Regions from separate parts of the Ovis aries genome. Here region 1 is linked to region 2. A link is a contact called in public Hi-C data. All regions are on one chromosome and are shown on one strand. The core of a region is the stretch at or near the end of the contact, and the rest is flanking DNA. Distances in the headings are between cores, read along the strand shown. Region 1 overlaps DDC (dopa decarboxylase). Region 2 holds the start of DDC (dopa decarboxylase).

What was found. Hi-C and Micro-C count contacts between places; a contact is called where the count stands out from the background.
Region 1: a contact with region 2 is called in a Hi-C map of hypothalamus, with 2.4 times the contacts expected there. The contact joins the enhancer-like site here to the promoter of DDC in region 2. A contact is called at or near these places in 2 of 16 Hi-C or Micro-C datasets (hypothalamus and muscle).

Annotation. Positions count from the first base shown.
Region 1 is chr4:6,212,839-6,218,121 of ARS-UI_Ramb_v3.0, forward strand. DDC (dopa decarboxylase) reads left to right here. Exons shown (of 14, transcript XM_042248334.2): 11 at 1,370-1,468; 12 at 3,960-4,061. Among named protein-coding and RNA genes, the nearest start is that of FIGNL1, 22 kb to the right of the region's middle. Within about 2 kb of position 2,358, at least 10 of the 54 cell types and tissues checked have an H3K27ac peak or open chromatin away from gene starts, as enhancers often do. A contact at or near this core is called in hypothalamus, where this site is marked.
Region 2 is chr4:6,127,413-6,132,486 of ARS-UI_Ramb_v3.0, forward strand. DDC (dopa decarboxylase) reads left to right here and starts at 3,650. Exons shown (of 14, transcript XM_042248334.2): 1 at 3,650-3,771.

The DNA.
Region 1 (5,283 bases), core at 1,108-3,607, 84 kb after region 2:
GTGTTTACTCCCGTGCCATGGGAATCAATTTCCCCTTGCTATCCTTTCCAGTGTTCCATTTCACTCACATTTTAGTTTCTTGGAGGCTGCTGGGGAGTGCAGCGACCTGTAAGCAAGGGACCACTGGGCTCTAGTTAGTTAGTGTCTAGTTAGTTACTCAGTGGGGTGACAGTGGGTTTTCTAAAAAGGCATGTGAGGTTAATTTTTACTAAGACTCCCCAGCAGCTTGCAAACGCACAGCTACATAGAGGACAGCGGGCGTCAGTGGGCACGACTGGGGCTCTCTGGCCTGGCGCATCATTAGCTCCCAGATGCCTGCTTTCTCACGGATAAAACAGAGCTCCTAAGCCCTGTTCGCAGCGCGGTTAGGAAGATAAAGTGAGATGGCCTGTGCATCCACACAGTGCCCGCTGTAAACAGCAGTGACACTGTGCTGGATGCTTCTGAACCTCAGTCTTGGACCAGTGTTTCTCTTTGCAACTCGAGAAGCTTCTGCAGAACCACTGGTGCTTTCACTGCAGTTCAGAAGTGGGGTGCCATGGCCGTGGGTGCATTCCCTAGAGCAGCAGTGCCCCCCAAGCCTGCTCTGCCCCTCGTGCAGCCATGCTGCACCCCAACCCCCTGAGTGGCATTGCCCCATGCCCAGCAGGAAGTCCGTCTCTGGGCTCTGTGGGCTGCCCACGGAGAACGAAGATGGAGAGAAAATTCCTGTGCCCCTCATCTCCTTTAGAAGCTCCAATAGGAAGTGGCCATGTAAAAATCAGGATGTTTTTATCTTTATCTTCCCAAATGTCCCTGCACCCTGTCCCCTCTGTGTCCACTCCTGCTCGCTTTGGTACCTTGACAACCACTGGAGAGTGTCACACCCGGGCAGCTGACAAACGCAGGAAAACTCAGGAAGGCTCGCGCGATGTCCCACGTGTTCCATGGCGGCCTGTGAGGCAGGAAGAAGATGCACGTTGCTCTAGAGAATGGGCGTCACGGGGCATGCGCAGCAGAGGGCGTGGGGATCTGCAGCGCCCTTCCTGTTTCCTGTAGGCAGAGAAATCAGTGAACTTTCCCCTCCCGCCCCTCCTGGGTTGTAGGCTCGAGGGGCAGGGCCACACTCCCCCGTCTGCTCACAGTGGCATCTGAGCCCGACACTGGTCTGGTCCCTGCGCGCACTCCGCAGACATCTCGGAGCTTTGTAAAGAGAGCTTCTGGCTGCACCGCGCACTCCCCTGCTGTCGGCTTCGCCCTTGTGGCAGCCAGAGGGTCGGTCTCCAGAAAACTAACTGCCTTCAGGAGAAACAAGCCAGTCCATGAGTCGAAAAGGAAGCCAGCCCTTGGCACAGTCCTCACCGAGCTGCCGTCTTGTGTCTGATTTCAGCACTGGCAGCTGCCGCTGGGCCGGAGGTTCCGCTCTTTGAAGATGTGGTTTGTTTTTAGGATGTACGGAGTCAAGGGACTGCAGGCCTATATCCGCAAGGTGAGTCTGCTGTCATTATTTATCCAGCTGACGTTAGGGAGGTCTTAGACCTGAGAAATGAAGTAAGACGTTGTCAAGCAGGGCACGGGAAACTGAGCGACTCGGCACAGCACAGCGCAGTGTGCGTAAGTGAACGTGGCTCAGTCGTGTCCGACTCTGTGCGACCCCACGGACCGCAGCCCGCCAGGCTCCTCCATCCACGGGATTCTCCAGGCAAGAGTACTGGGGCTGCCATCCCCTGCTCTAATAGCAGTATGTATACCCTGCTCTTTTCCTTTTTTAAGCAACTGAGGAAGCAGGCCCGCGGAGACCCACTCACTTAGCTGGCTGTGGACGGCCTGCCAGGTTCCAGCCGGTCCTCCCTGCTGGCGTCCTCAGCTGCGGCCCCACCCTGAGGACGGGGGCCCTCAGGCGGCAGGGGAGCGGGGCAGCCCTGCAGAGGCTCGCTTTGGGGGCGGCGCCGGGCGGCTGCGGGCAGGGCGGATGGCTGCAGGCCCCTCCCTGTGGCAGAGCGCGCGGAGCGGGCAGCGGCTCGGGCCCCGCGGCGCCACGCACACCGGCACCCATGCAGCTCAGGAGGCTGCTGGGGGGCTGTAAAGGGTCTGGGGCGTCTCTGTGCGAAGAGGACGGGAAAGGACATGGAAGCGGGCCCGTGAGTTCTCCCGTGGGGAGCCTGTGCGCAGAAGCTGGATGAGGATTCAGCTGCTCTGGGGAAAGAAGGCGAAGCACAAGTAGTTCATCTCACGAGGGTGATTCCTGCTGGAAGCTCCGGGAAGCAGGCGCTTCATGATTCCCTGAGGGGGACCGACCCTGCCCTCCTAGGAGCCAGATACGTCCGGGCAGGTGTCCAGCTTCCAGGACCCAGCTTGAGGGGATCCCCTGCCAGCAGTCTCTGGAGCCCTCTAGTGGCGCCAGATTCATCACCGCCTGGGGACCCCTCATGGAAACGGTGGTGTTTCTCATACATGTGGAATCTAGAAAAACGGCGCAGAGGAACCTATTTGCAGGGCAGGAAGAGAGACACAGACAGAGGACACAGCGGGGAGAGGGGAGGAGGGCACGAATTGGGAGATTAGGACGGAGAGACACACACTACCACGTGTGGAATAGACAGCTAGTGGGGAGCTGCTGCACAGCCCAGGGAGCTCAGCTCAGTGCTCTGCGATGGCCTGGAGGCGTGGGCTGCAAGGGAGTGGGGCTCCGGAGGGAGAGGAGGTATGTACACATATGGCTGACTCACTGTGCTTTACAGCGGACACTAACCCAACATTGTGAAGCAGCTATATTCCAAAAAAAAAAATGACGTTTCTGTCCCAACACTTTGAGCAATGCGATCTCTGCTCAGATGCTCCCTGGGCACCTGTCAGTGAGCCCCACACTGGATTCCAGGGTTCAGGATGAGCTCCATGGGTGCTGAGACCTGGGTGAGCTGGTTCTCAGATCACGTACTGTGTGAACCAGCTCTTGGTCTCTGTAAACACCTCCGTGTTTAGTACAGGCTGGTTCGGGGATAGGTGGCAGCCTGGGGCTGACGAGGGTCTCACTGTGGCAGCAGATGCTGTGGAATAACAAACAGCTGCAGAGAGGGAGCTCTGGTGCTGGGCAACTGCGTTAGAACCAGCCTCAGTCTCCTGGTCTGCAGAATGGGCACGGTTGTGGTGTTATTGGGCTTCCCAGGTGGCGCTAATGATAAAGAATCCACCTGTCAATGCAGGAGATGCAAGAGATGCGGGTTAGATCCATGAGTCAGGAAGATCCCTTGGAGGAAGAAATGGCAATCCACTCCAGTACTCCAGTATCCTTGCCTGGAGAATCCTATGGACAGAAGAGCCTGGCGGGCTGCAGTCCATGGGGTCACAAAGAGTTGGACTCGACGGAAGCGACTGAGCACGCCCCTGCACCATGGGCCAGCACCAGGATAGGACGGGGAAGTGCCCGGCTCCCCAGCTGATGTTGTCCACTGTCTCTTCAAGTGTGTGTGTGCTTGTGCTCAGCTGTGACTGACTCTTTGCAGCCCTATAAACTGCAGCCTGCCAGGCTCCTCTGTCCGTGGGATTCTCCAGGCACGATACTGGAGTGGTTGCCACACCCTCCTCCGGAGATCTTCCCATCCCAGGGACCGAACCCAGGCCTCTTCCGTCTCCCGCATTGGCAGGCGTGTTCTTTACCACTAGCGCGACCTCTCTTCTGAAAAGTTTAAATCCCTCCTGGCAACGTTTGGCCTAAAATTCTAAAAGATGTGATGAACACAGTCCTCTGAACAGAAGATGACAAAAGGTGTTTTTCTGAAGATGGTGGCCCCTTTCCCCTGGTAGCAAGTTTCTCACCCTCTGTGGGGACAGCCAGGACATGGGTGACATCAATGCTGGAAGAAAATGGCTAAAGCATAGTCATGAGTTCCAGACGCGTGGTCTGATGCTGTTCTCTAGGTGGTGAACTTCTGAAACAAGTCGTGACAAAAGACTCAGACAGATGTCCCTTCCCTTTCCAGCACGTCCAGCTAGCCCATGCATTTGAGGCATTGGTGCGCCAGGACGCCCGCTTTGAAATCTGTGCAGAAGTCACTCTTGGACTGGTCTGTTTCCGGCTAAAGGTATGTCTAAGTTGACTTCATTGTCTGCGTTTTCTTGACTGGAAAGAGAGGAAGCAGTCATTCATTACATCGACTGAGCTCCCCAGAGACCTTGCGTTGCTGCCCACCAGTTCTCCAGGCTGCTGGTCCCAGCTCCCGAGTCTGACTTCCCGCAACCCCCGCCCTTCTCCAGGGCACTCAGACTCCCTGCTCGTGTGTGCCTGGTGTGAGGATGCTGGCCATTTCCCCATCAACCCAGCTGTGCCATGGAGATCCTTGAAGGGCTGACCCATGCATGGGCTCACCGGCCCAAGCATGGTCCCTGGACCAGCACCTGGGAGCCTGTGAGGAGCCAGTCTTGGCTCACTTGGGACCCGCTGACTTGACCCTGTATGCCCCCCAGCTGCTGGTGCAATAGGGGTTCGAGGGACGCTGTTCCCTGGGGTTATGTCTTTCTGCTGTCTGAGGGAATCAGCCACCTTTGGTGACAATCACAACCATGTTTTCCACAGGCCGCAAGGGACACTGCTCACACAGACCCTTATCAACTAGCCTCGTGTGGAAGAAGCCATTAGCTTAGCTCTAACGCCCTGACCACTCTCTGGAGAGCTTTCCATTTGCAGAGTCAACTCTGTGTCAGGTCTCCATGTCCAAGTCCACAAAGGGAGGCAGCAGAAGGCACCATGGACTCAGTCACATTGTCAAGGTGCTGCCCATCCAGACGTGGCCATGGTCTTCCCCTTCCCTCCCCACACCGATTCTTCAGGATTTGAGGGCTGTTGAGAACCACTCATGGAACAACCGGGAGGCAAGAGAGTAGAGTCCTGACACGAGAGCTGGCAGGGAGATGTGAGCCTCACACAGTAACACCTGAGCACAGGAGAGAGCATCACACACACACCTGAGCACAGGAGGGCAGAGCATCTCACAGAGACACGTGAGCACAGAGGGAGACCATAACATAGATACCTGAGCACAGGAGGGCAGAGCATCACACACACACCTGAGCACAGGAGGGCGGAGCATCTCACACACACCTGAGCACAGGAGGGAGAGCATCACACAGACACCTGAGCACAGGAGGGCGGAGCATCTCACAGAGACACGTGAGCACAGAGGGAGACCATAACATAGATACCTGAGCACAGGAGGGCAGAGCATCACACACACACCTGAGCCCAGGAGGGAGAGCATCTCACACACACCTGAGCATAGGAGGGAGCGCATCACAGACACCTGAGCA
Region 2 (5,074 bases), core at 2,400-4,899:
CCCCCATGGTGCCCCCTCCCCACCCCTGCACACTGGCCTGATCGCCGCTCAGGGGGCTTGTCCGGGGGTACACAGCCAGCCCCAGCACAGCCGAGGCTGGCCCGTGGCCTCTTGACTCTCGACCAGGGGTCCTCTGGTGCCTTCCCACAACTCTCTTCTCACTGAGTCACTCACAGAGGCTGGCAAAGGCCTGCATGACATCGTACAGAATCCACAGGGAATCTGTGGCCGGGTAACTGGGCAAAATCAAAGCCTCCTGAGGGGCGGAACTGTCCTCTCTCTTGCCTGCCTGAGCACTCAGCAGGAGCCTCTTCTGGCCTTTACCCCCCACTCCTCCTTTGCAATCGGGCCACTAACACTACATCTGCCCCCCTCCCCAAATGAGGTGAAAAAGCCAACGCGATAGGGAATTCCCTAGTGGTCCAATGGTTAGGACCTGGTGCTTTCCCTCCTGGGGCCCAGGGTTCGATTCCTAGTCAGGGAACTCGGATCCTGTAAGATCTTGCAAGCCATGGCAATGCAGCCAAAAGAAAAAAGACTGTGCTGAAGCCCAATGGAATGTATTAGCCTAACTCTAGTTAGCTTGAGCAGCTGAGCAGCGCATAGCTCTGTCTGTGCTCAGCCGAGCGAACCGGCCCCCAGTGGCGGCTCCCCCTCTGCGCTCAGGTCCTGCTGAGGTCTGGCCCCTTCCAGGCTGAGTCCTGCTCCCTTCCGAGCTTGAAATAATACAGGAGATAGAAGCCTGAAATTCCCAGAAGGAAACTACAAATAGCTAAGAACATATGCACACCACTTTTTGAATGAAATGAACAGTAAGTACTGGAATAGCTGTTTGCCATTAAAGGCTGCCTCCTCCAGCTTTTGTGGTTACTCTTGAATCCTCACTTGCAGATTTTACAAACCTCAGCCTCCTTTATTTCTCTAGAGAGAATTACCCTCAGTGCCAGCTGTCGTCTTTGATCATAACCTACGGTAAGAAACGCTGTCATCTAGTGTCCCAGCGTGCACACACACAGACATGCATACGTAATTGAGCAGAAATTTCACGAAGCACCGTTTCCCTTGTTAGGTGCAAAGCCCTCTCTTTCCTATTCTGTTCTGTTCTATTTGCTTTCCTTTTTTAAAATGCTGGTCATGAAATCTGCAAACTGGTTTCATGATCCAATGATAGGTCAATCCCAGCGAATCGGAAAACACTGAATTGGAGAAGAACCATGTTGACGGACTGACACACCCAACCTCAGACTTCCTCTGAAACTGCAGTAACCAAAGCCGTGTGGAAGCAGAGAGAAGTGGATCGACGGAACAGAACAGAGAGCCTGGAAACAGACTCGCACAAAGACAATCAACTCATCTCTGACACAACAGTGAAGGCAACACAGCAGAGCAGAGATAGGCTTTCCAACAAGCGGAGCTAAAACAACAGCCACCCACGAGCAAAAGACAAATCTAGACACAGACATCACACCTTCACAAAAACTAACTCCAAATGGATCACAGACCTGGATGTAGGATGCAAAACTACAAAACTCCCAGAATATGGCATGAGAGACGACCTAGATGAACAGAGGAGTTCGTGGTGGCATTTTGGCTATCATACCAAAGGCACAACCCACAGAAGTAGAAAGCAAGCTGGACTTCATGAAATTTAAAAACTTCCACTCAGCAGAAAATACGGAATTGACATTGTCAACCACTCCTAAGAAAGGTGGCTTTTCTGAGAAAATTTGATTCCTTGGATATTTCTCCTCTGCAGATTCAGTCTCAGGGTTCGGGCTGGGATTAGGACTAGGGCTTAGGGGTTAAGGGTTAGAGGTTAGGGTTTAGGTCTGTTTAGGGTTGCGGTTAGAGTTAGGATTCAGGTTGAAGTGTTTAGGGTTACAAGGTTGGGGTGGGAGTCAGAGTTGGGGTCATAGTCATCATCAGCGTGGCCCCTTGGCTTTCCACCCCCTGCTTCACTGGAGTCTCCAGGGCTCCCTTGCTGGTCTCCACCAAGTAGGGATATTGAAGTTCCTACACGTGTCTCCAGGGCTTCCCAGGTGATGCTAGTGGTAAAGAACCTGCCAACACAAGAGACTTATAAGAGACACCCGTTCGCTCTCTGGGTCGGGAAATTCCCTGGTGGAGGGCACAGCAACCCACTCCAGTATTCTTTCCTGAAGAATCCCATGGACAGAGGATTGTGGTCGGCTGTAGTCCACGGGGTCACAAACAGTTGGACACAGATGAAGCAGCTTAGCGCGCATGCACAGGTGTCTCCAGACCAGATGGTGTGGCTTTGACCCTGTAGAGAGTTGCTCAGTGTAACCAAGGCATGACTGTCACTGGGAGAGGAAAAGTCTTCTTAAGATCATGGATTGGGGGCAGCTTTACTGCGTCTGCCTGGAAGATCTACCCAGAAACCTCTCCCCAGTGAGGTCTACACACGACAACACCAGAAGGGATTCTTTAACTCCAAGCTGCATTCAGTTGAAAACGTGTTCTGTAGAAAAGTTCCAGTCCACATGGTAAATAAAAGTACCTAGAATTCCCACTCCAGCATCAGTGAGCCTCCAACACTGACCTATGGACACAGGGCTTAGTTAAGGAGCCTTGGCAGAGGCTGTCCATGACTCATCACTTTTGCGCACACAGCTGACAGGTCCGGTGACTCTGCCCAAGGCTGCCCCTCGGCACCAGAGCTTGCTGTGCCTGAGTGAGAGCTGGGCAGGGGAATTACCAGCCTTGACAGGCAGGCAGTCTGTCCTACCTCCTTCAGTTCTGCGGTGTGGGCCCTGCCCACCTGGCCACCACAGGGGTAAGTGGCTTGGAAATGTGCCCGGTGCTGCCTAACAAAATAACAACTAACAAAATAAACAACTTGCACTCCATCTGTGTCTTACGGCAGCTTTGGACGAACCCAAACTAAGACAAGAATGTCCCTGGAGTGAGATGATGGGGCTATAGAAGGGAAAACTCCCTTCCCAAAGGTCAGAGCCTCACAATTTAACTCCATCAATGTGCTTGCAACCCAGACCTCAGCAAAATATTTGAATGTAGGAACATTTTAAAATGATTTTAAAGTTCCTCTTGAAAGAAATATATATGAAAGCAGCCAGGATTCTTTTTTAAGAAAAATGATAAGGGATTTCTTGCCTTCCAAGAATCCAAATGCACTAGAAAGTGATGCATTTGTATATATGCCTGAAATTAACCCAACATTGTAAATCAACTATACTCCAATTTAAAAAATTAAAAATAACAAAAATATTTTTAAAAGGAAAGAGGCAAAGTTTATACACTGTAGCCCTGGCACAGAAATGAAACAACAATTTCATGGGACCAAGACAACAAGCTCAAGAAACAGAAATATTTTTCAAAAATCATGTTGGAAGGATTAGCTTATTCTATGGGGGAAAAACAAATCAGAACTTTATCCTATGACTTACCTTAAAATAAATTTCAGATGGAGGAAAGTTCTAAAGATAAATATCTAAAATGATAAAATACTAAAAGGAATCAGAAGTAAATGTGTATGTATTCTGAGTGAAGAATCGTTTCTCAAGTTCCCCAGAGATTTCTCGAGATTTCCTTGACCTTTATCACTATGAGAAATTAATGTTTAACCAGCGTATGACTCTGAAAAGGCAAGGGCTTGTGAATCTGAAGCAGTGAGAAGGCTGCAGGGCTTCCGCCCAGCTCCCCAGCTGCTCCTGCACGTTCTCCCCAACCCCCAAAGCTGGCAAGTCTCAGACAGGAGTGGAGACCCAACAGGGCCAGAATTCCCAGCAAGTAAGTCCTGCTTTCTAACTTGATTACAACTGTTGGAAATGGCAAGCCCTGTGGCTTTACTCTGCCGCCTCACTGCTGGGCTTTGGCGTAAAGCTCAGCTGGCTTGGGAAACTGGAGCTCACAGGGGCAGCGTGAGCCTAGGGGTGCTGAGGTAACAATGCTGGTGCTCACGGGGGCATGCGCCCACCCGTGTGATGAGGCAGATGCGGGGTGCCACCTCCGGAAGCCCGCTGACAGTGAGCACAGGACACACGTGGACTCCTCTGCTCTCTGCTGCGTGCCACCCATGGGGTCTGGGGCTCCGAGCCCTGTCTCTTCTTCTCTAAAATGGCGATTTTAACTGTCCCTACCTTGTCAGGTTGGGGGGGAGCACTGGTTCTCATAATGCATGGGAAACACTCGGCATATCGGAGATGCTGAGTAAATATTAACTTTTCCCTTACATTTCTAACAACTGTGACTCTGCAAGGCTGTCCCTTCATGGCGTGTGGTGTAGCCTCCTCAGAGGCAGATTCAGAAGCTAACTGTGCAGTGGGATTTGAGAGAACTGAAGGATCTTCCCTGCCAACCTAGCAGGCTCACTATAATCCCATCGGGAGATACAATTCTGGAGGAGAAACCTTTGCTTCTCCATCCAGCTGGAGTTAAAACAACTACTTCTGGGTGTTTGTGTGTGCTGAGAGTCACATACTTGGTCCCCAGTCATATCCTCATTTCACAAGGGAGAAAACTGAGACGGAGGAAGTGAGACGTGGTCCAAGACCTCGGAACTCATGACCAAGGACTAGGGCCAAGCCCTTTCTTGTACCATCTGAAGCTTTCTGTCTTGCTACTCTGGGAAAGTGGTGCCTTTTGAAAGTACCTACAAAGCCTGGGGCTTGTAGTCAGCACCCCAGGAAGAGTTAATAGGAGCTGCTTAGAGATCAAGGAGCATGGTCTGGAGGTTCTGGATGGGAGATGCGGGGCTGTTGAGGGGTTGTGGTGGGAATGGAAAAAGTGGGAGGAGGAAATTCAGGGCACAGCTGGGAGGTGGAACGTGCAGGGCTGAATAAGAAGTGGGAGGCTCCGGGCTCCACAGTGGGTGAGGACACGTGGGCATGGTCTTCTTGGGAAGTCCCCCCGTACCTGGCCTAGGGGGACCGGTGCTCCCAGTCCTTGAGGATCTCTTAGGAGAGGTCCTGAAGGCCATCTTCTGAGGACCTCAGGATGCTCTCCATCACCTAGCGATCCCTTGTGATGGGGCCAGATGACAGATCTGAAGGAGTTCACCCCTGCCCTTTGGGCTCACTTGTATGAAGGCTTG